Regions from separate parts of the Danio rerio genome. Here region 1 is linked to region 2. The links are chromatin contacts, called in public Hi-C maps. All regions are on one chromosome and are shown on one strand. Each heading gives the region's core, a stretch centred on a gene start, on an enhancer-like site or on the middle of the called end of the contact. The rest is flanking DNA. Distances are from core to core; before and after follow the strand shown.

What was found. Hi-C and Micro-C count contacts between places; a contact is called where the count stands out from the background.
Region 1: a contact with region 2 is called in a Hi-C map of an unstated tissue, with 2.1 times the contacts expected there. The contact joins two enhancer-like sites. A contact is called at or near these places in 6 of 18 Hi-C or Micro-C datasets (caudal fin, embryo, hematopoietic stem cells and 1 more).

The regions. Positions count from the first base shown.
Region 1 is chr15:38,447,847-38,451,522 of GRCz12tu, reverse strand. It overlaps nyap2a (neuronal tyrosine-phosphorylated phosphoinositide-3-kinase adaptor 2a), which reads right to left. Exons shown (of 7, transcript XM_001340889.8): 5 at 1,302-1,460. Among named protein-coding and RNA genes, the nearest start is that of nyap2a, 69 kb to the right of the region's middle. Within about 2 kb of position 1,367, at least 8 of the 62 cell types and tissues checked have an H3K27ac peak or open chromatin away from gene starts, as enhancers often do.
Region 2 is chr15:38,334,181-38,338,144 of GRCz12tu, reverse strand. No RefSeq gene overlaps it. Among named protein-coding and RNA genes, the nearest start is that of mecom, 4.0 kb to the right of the region's middle. Within about 2 kb of position 1,999, at least 3 of the 62 cell types and tissues checked have an H3K27ac peak or open chromatin away from gene starts, as enhancers often do.

The sequences.
Region 1 (3,676 bases), core at 118-2,617, 110 kb before region 2:
ATATGTATAAAATAGAACTTGCCAATTATTTATTATTTATTTGTTTATTTATTTATGCATTTATTTTCTTATTTATGCAGTTGTTATTGTTATAATATGGTAACAGAATTTTTATTATATATTTGTATTAATTTATTACATATTTGATTAAATAATAATATTTGTTATTAAAATGATGATTATGAAATACTTAATATTTTATTTATTTGTGCATTTATTTAGTTATACATTTATTTATTTATTTTTGCATTTATTTATGCATTTATTTATTTATGCATTTATTATTGTTATAATATGTTAACAGAATTTTTATTATTATGATTATGAAATACTTAACATTTTATTTATTTGTGCATTTGTTTGCATTTATTTAGTTATGTATTTATTTATTAATTAATGTTTTTGCGTTTATTTATTTATTTATTTATGCATTTATTATTGTTTAATACTGTAGCATAATTTTTATTATATATTTGTATTATTTATTACTTGTTTGGCTAATTAATAATAAATAAGTATTAAATGATGATTATGAAATAACATTTTATTTATGCATTTATTTCGTTATGCATTTTTTATTAATTTATTTTTGCATTTATTTATTTATGTATTTGTTATTGTTATAATATGGTAACATAATTTTTATTATATATTTGTATTAATGTATTACATATTTGTTTAAATAATAAATAATAATTATTAAAATAATTATTATGAAATACTTAACATTTTATTTCTTTGTGAATTTATGTACACATTTATTTAGTTATGCATTTATTTATTTATTTTATTTATGCATTTAATATTGTTATAACACTGTAACAGAATTTTTATCATATATTTGTATTAATTTATTACATATTTGGTTAAATAATAATTATTATGATGATAATGAAATACTTAACATTTTAGTATGAATTAGTAAGATTGTTAAATCTTAAATATATATTATCATTTTATATTTGATTAAATATTCATTAATATATACATTTAAATTATCATAAAGTTCTTTATTACTATTATAGTGTGACACATACATTTTTATTAATAAAAGTTTGATTAAATAACTACCATGTTTATTATTATTTTTATTGTCAAATAATTGTAAAATGACGATGAAATACTTCACGGTTTAATAGTAATTGGAATTTTTTGTGATACAGACTTTGTTTAATGTTTATGTTTTCAGATTTTCTCACATTAATTAGATGCAGGCGGTTCATTCTGCTGTGGCGACTTCTGAAAATAAAGACTTAACCGAAGGAAATTGCATGAATGAATGAACGAATAATTGGATGTACCTCCGAGCATGGTGGTCGGGCTAATGGAGGAGCGGCCAAAGCGACTGGGCGTGGCTGTGGGCGTGGATGATTGTCCTGTGGGCGTTTCCCAATCCTGGGATTTCGGAGAAGAGCTGCGAAGGGCTCTGTCCCTACTGTCACTTCTACCTTTACTTTCTCCTGCAAAACAGAAAAAAAGAGGTAGAGATTTCAGCATTCAGTATGACTCAGCTCTCTGTTTTCATAAGAACGATTTAGCAGTTTCATGCGTGAGTGCTTTGATCTGTAATAATACTGCTGTGTAAATATATTAACGCTAGATGTCACTACTGAGCCAAAACCATATTCAGATTCCCCAAAATGAGCCTGTTTACAAGATTGCAAAGTTATAAAAAAAACACAAAAATAATTATTTTTTTTCCACAACAGTACTAAAAAAAAAACTGGTGGTGATACAAATCTCAATTAGAAGTTGCTAGAAAACGTCACAAATAAATACACATACAGTAGACTGAATTAAGCTTGAAATTCTGATGTAGAAAGATTTAGTATTTTATTTTAAAATACCCCAAGAATCTTTCAGCATTTAAATTGCAGTTATTAAATTACAATTATATATATGAATATTAATAATACATCTTATGTTATTATTACTAGTTACTAATTGCTAATTGTATTATTTATACACACCTAATAATCAGATTTCCCAAAATGAGCAGTATACAAGATTGTATTGTAATAGAAAATACAAAAATAATTGCAATTTTAATTTAATTTAATTTTATATCTAATCTGACCAGACAAAATGCATACATAACAAAACTGAAAAACTGGTGTAGAAACAAATTTCACTCAGATATTGTTAAAAACGTCACAAATTAATACAAACAACAGTCTGAATTAAGCTTGTAATTGTTGACAGAAAGATTAAGTAGTATTTTATTTTAAAACATAGTTCAATAATCTCTTAACGTTTAAATTGTAAGCTAATTGCAACTATTAAATTACAATTATACACTATGGGCAATTTAGCCTACCCAGTTCACCTGTACCGCATGTCTTTGGACTGTGGGGGAAACCGGAGCACCAGGAGGAAACCCACGCGAACGCAGGGAGAACATGCAAACTCCACACAGAAATGCCAACTGAGCCGAGGCTCAAACCAGCGACCCTGCGACTTTCTTGCCGCGAGGCGACAGCACTACCTACTGCGCCACTGCCTCGCCCACATTAGAATATGTGGATCAGAAATAACCAAATTAGATTTTTTTTTGCTGTTGTGGCAAGCAAAAAAAGGGCCATCAGAAAACATCCTTAATATTTAGCTGTGTTTAAGTCTAAAACTTCATTCATGATAGTCTTGAAGAGGTCTTTAAAAGTTCTAAATTTCACTTTAAACCTGCAGAAACCCTGTTGCAACGTAATGTTAAAAGTTGTAACATATACATTGGTTAACCAATAGATGGCGACAAACAACCATCAAAAAATGTCACTGAATAGTTCTTCAAAAATAATACATCTAGTAACGAAAAACAATGTTTTATGAGTGAATTATTGAACCATTAATTGAAAACGAGACTAAAAAATAAATGTACAAGATTATGTTTTAAGTTTTATACATTTAGCATTATCAGCAACAGTAGCAAGTGGTTTAAACCAAAAGTTTCTTGTAGTACTGTTTTTGTAATAAATGTAAAGCAAATGACATTTGTTCGCTCCTTTTTTTTGCTGATCCAAAAAGTGGTACAATCCATGACTCAGAAACCGTAGTATGATCCCTTACACCACCACTACTATATATGCTTAAACTTGACATTTCTTAGTTATGTTTATTCCTGCGTTCCTTTCATCTTTCACACAATCAACCCCTTTTTCCTTTGTATTTTTCCATTCCATCTCTCTTTTAATCTCTCTCTCCCTCACAGGGGATCCATTAGCAGTCACATTCATCACATCTTTCACTGGCTCTGAAGACATTAGGGAAATTGCTTTACTAACAGATGAAAGCTTTTCAATTATTTCAGCTGGCAAGAGTATCTGAATGTGTGTCCGTGTCGTCTGTATAGACGCATGCTTAGCTATATTGTCTGACACTTATGGACTTATGAACTGAAGGTGACATCAGCCAGCATATCCCGTGAGTGTGTATGGTGACTGAAGCCATATGCTTATTATAAAAGTCATGAGCGACTTCAGTTCATATAGCATTTCAACTAAGATTGTGAAATGTTCCATGTAATACAGAATTGTATCATAATGCTTTTCATCGATTGCATCTCAGATTCATTTTATAACTTCAGCCAGTCCAGGAATGGCTTTCTCTCTCCATATATAATATATATACCCATATATTCTCTGTTATACAATCTATGGCATGAAATAAACCAGATGATTAT
Region 2 (3,964 bases), core at 750-3,249:
TGTTCTGTAATCTATATTGATAATTTACCGTTGTTTAATATATCTTTACATGAATATTGTTTGAAATATTTACTTTTTAGGGACTCCCTTGAAAATGAGATGATTCATCTCAAGGGGCTATCTCATTCAATAAATAAATTCAAATATGCTGGTTATTCCTGTAAAGTTATTCCTTTAAGGCCCATACAGTAAACAATTACCACTAAATAACGTTTTATTGTTTGTAAATCATTAGATTTTATAATCAACATTAGTTTGCTCAGAATAAAATTATTCATTCTTGTGCATGGAATAAACAAAAAAAAAGTAATTTTCCTAAATATCGCTGTCAATGTTCCACACAATCCCTTCATGTGGTCCCAACACAAATTAATTAAGTTAACTGTTTTTGCAAAATTTAAGTTGATTGAACAAAAACTCTTTTTTTATGTGATATATGTGATGACATTTAATGTGTTTGTGTTGCATGTTTTTTTTCTGCGATGTGTGTAATGTGAACGCTGATGTGTCTGTGTGGTGAAGCCAAAGATAAATTTCCACTTTTGGACAATAAAGTAAAGTAAAAGTTGTCAAAAAACGCTCAAAATTGTGCTGATTAAGCTCATTTAAAAAAAGTAGTTTTGAACAACCAGCCAGATTATTTGTTTTGAGTGCAACTTTATACATGAGGTTGAACTCAAGTTAGTATACTAAGTGTTGAACGATTTTGACAAGTAAATTAAGTATATGTCTCAACTGCATTTTCTTTGCATAAAAACACACGCAACCGGGAATTGCCGCACATAGCAACTGTCTATTTTACTGGAAAAGGAGATAAATAATTCTGTTCGACTGTCCGAATTGATTAGTTGTCAGGAATCTTCACGCTGGAGCCCGTGGGAATGGATGAGCATGGTGTTTATGTGCTTTAGGATAAACGGCTGCCTATAAAGCTGGCGAGGCCATAAATACGTCCACAGATTGTCTTGAGAGCGCATCGTAATCCTTGTTGATAGTCAGTTGCCGGGAAGAGTAGCTGCAAGCAGACCATTCTCCTCCAATAGATGTCAATCAAAGGAAGGCCGGTCAATGAGGCAACAGTTGGCATTACTCACGCAGGTCCCTTTCACTTCTGATAGTGAGCGTACAGATGGGCACAGATCGTATAATTATGAATCAATTCAAAGTCTTAAATTAGGAAAAATGTTTGATATGATGCACAATGCCCGTTTTTGTCACTAGATGGCAGTAAATGTTCATTAATAAACCGTGTTTAAAACTCACGCATTGCATAACGGGGAAAATGCGCCTCGTTAATGCTGTGGGAAATATTTAGTGTGGAAACACCAACATTGGGTCAAATATTAACAAACCCAACGTTTGCTTTTTTACATTAAGTTTTATTTAATTTTTTTAATCCAACTGTTGGGGTTGTTCATATTTAACTCAGATGTTAATACAATTCAGCATTTAGGGTGCACGCGTTTGATGCACTTAAATCTAACCTAATATTATTAAGAATAGGCTATTCATTGTTGATTGCACAATATATTGAATTATTTGTATTTGTTTCAATTTTTGTTCCTTTGTTGTGTCTATTAGGATTTACTAATTATAATGGTGCTCCTTGGTAGTTGTTTTAGTTTCTTTGTAATTAATTATTTTGTCGGGTTATATAATAGTATTAATTGTTTTTACAAAACATGTTAGTATATGTTCTGTTTGCATGCTTATTATGTAGGATATCATTTCAGAAAATCGGAATATAAATCTAAAATGTTGCTCCCATTGTGATCACCAGGCTACTTCATCAATTTATTATAATTTATATCAATACAAAAATATTTCAAAGTGATTTTAGCTAAATAACATACATTCGGATATATTTTTTTCTTTGTTACTCGGTTATATAATCGTTGAAACTGCCTTTTCCCTCCATTGACTACAAGAGGCAAACGTAGAGTCCTGCGCTCGAGCTCGTGCAGCCTGCAGTTTTTCCGCGAGCGCGCGCTCGGTGAGGGCATAAAACTCAATCTTGGCTGTGCTGCGAGCACTTCAATTACTAAATACCCTTTCACTCAAAGCACGCGATACACAACATATGAATGATTCTGATTTATTTATAGGATAGCGATGGATTTTTATGACTGACGAACAGACATGCTAGATCAGCACAACGTCTTTCCCCAGAGAAGAGTTTAATGAGAGTTTTCACCATCAGCGTCTTGTGGCTTGGGTCTAGTTTTACTCCTAGCTTTTTTCAGTGCTTGTTTAAGTCATATCCAGTGTTTCTATGCTGTCTTTTGCGGCTTTGTAGACAACAATAGGATTGACTATCAAGAGATTTTGTTCTCTGCAAAATAAGATATGACAGGCTAGCCTAAATCATAATGGTGCTGATCTGATGTTCAAAAATAGCCATCTCAATTGGCATAATTAGAAGTTTGCTAATATCTTTCAGTTAGATCACCTTTCACCGTTATGCTATTTTCATAATAGTTGTTAACTGGGATACTTTTAAAACCATTTAGGCCTGACGTGATGTTATTAACGTTGTTTTTTTAAAGCCCTTTTTTCCACTTCCATTGATTTCACAGTAATCATACATTGTTGCTGTTGGACATAGAGCCCCACCGCAGATGTGTGAATACTGCTCGCCAAGCAAAGCCCCAACCTATATATTTTCTGCGGATTATTCGGCAGCTTGCAGGGGATCCACATTTGTAAAGGAATTTGAATAGGAATTTTTTATTGCAATATGTTGTGGTTTTTTCCTCTCGATCAACCCGAATTGTCTTTTGGCGCCCTTTACGCAAACCTTTTAAACAAATACATCATTTGTGATAGATTTGCTAAACTGTAAATGCAGAGTTCCATACAATTCATTCATGTTGTCCCAACACAAATCGATTAAGTTTACTTAACAAATGTAAGTAGGTTGAACAGAAAACAATTAAATTCTCAAAAACAAAACCTCAAGAATTATGTTGTTTCAGCTCATTTAGAATAAGTAGTTAGAGCAAACAGCAAGCTATTTTCTGTGTAATGTGATAAATAATGACGTTGTTTATTTTGTCAATAATTATATTTTACCGAACTTAAGTAACGCTACTGTTTCTATTGCAAGCGTTCATTAAATTTAAAGTGTGTAATTATTACCTTATAATTTAACTTTTGTGAAATCTGAAGTTATTAAAAACACTTTTAAGAAATACTGATTAAGACAGCTCAACCAGCGCACAGATGTGCCAACCAGCGGCTGTAAAGTTAAAAATGCATATGTAATAAAATACGAATTGCATGCACAGTGTTTGCTGCAGCCTGGTCTACCCCCTCTCTCTGCCGTGAAGCCTGTGGTTACGGAATGTTTCCGCTTGTTTGAAGCGGAGAGGCTGGGCAGAGGGAGTCGTTGGCAAAGTCTCCACGGATGAAGAATGCGCCCGTGTTCATTCGGTCTCCCGTTACGCGCACCTCCTCATAGGGGCACTGCTCGCCGGGGCACCGCTGCTTTTTCTGCCTTGTGCAGCCTGCTCCTATTTTTTTCCCTGCGTAATGTTTTCTGCCAAACCAACAAGCATTATGACTTTGCCGAGTTAAATAGTACCGATAAGTGATGCCAATATAATTATATTAATTAAATGACCGGCGTGAATCGGTTTTTACGGTCGTAAAAACTGTATTAAAATAATTCTTACCCTTGCTCAGCACATTTTTCTCTGCATCATTTTTCTTTCCTTTTCACCCTTGTTTATTATTTTGAGTATTGATGTAAAACTTTGCAATATGATTTATTATTATTATTTAATCATTATTATTATTATTCATTATTATTATTACTAATAAAAAAATAATTACAATTCTGTCTGTATTTTTCTTAAATAACGGTGCTTTGGTATCTTTTTGAGTGAAATAATAATATCCAGATTCCTTGATGTTGCACTCAATTACAATCCCAGACATTATATATTAAATAATTCAGCCTATT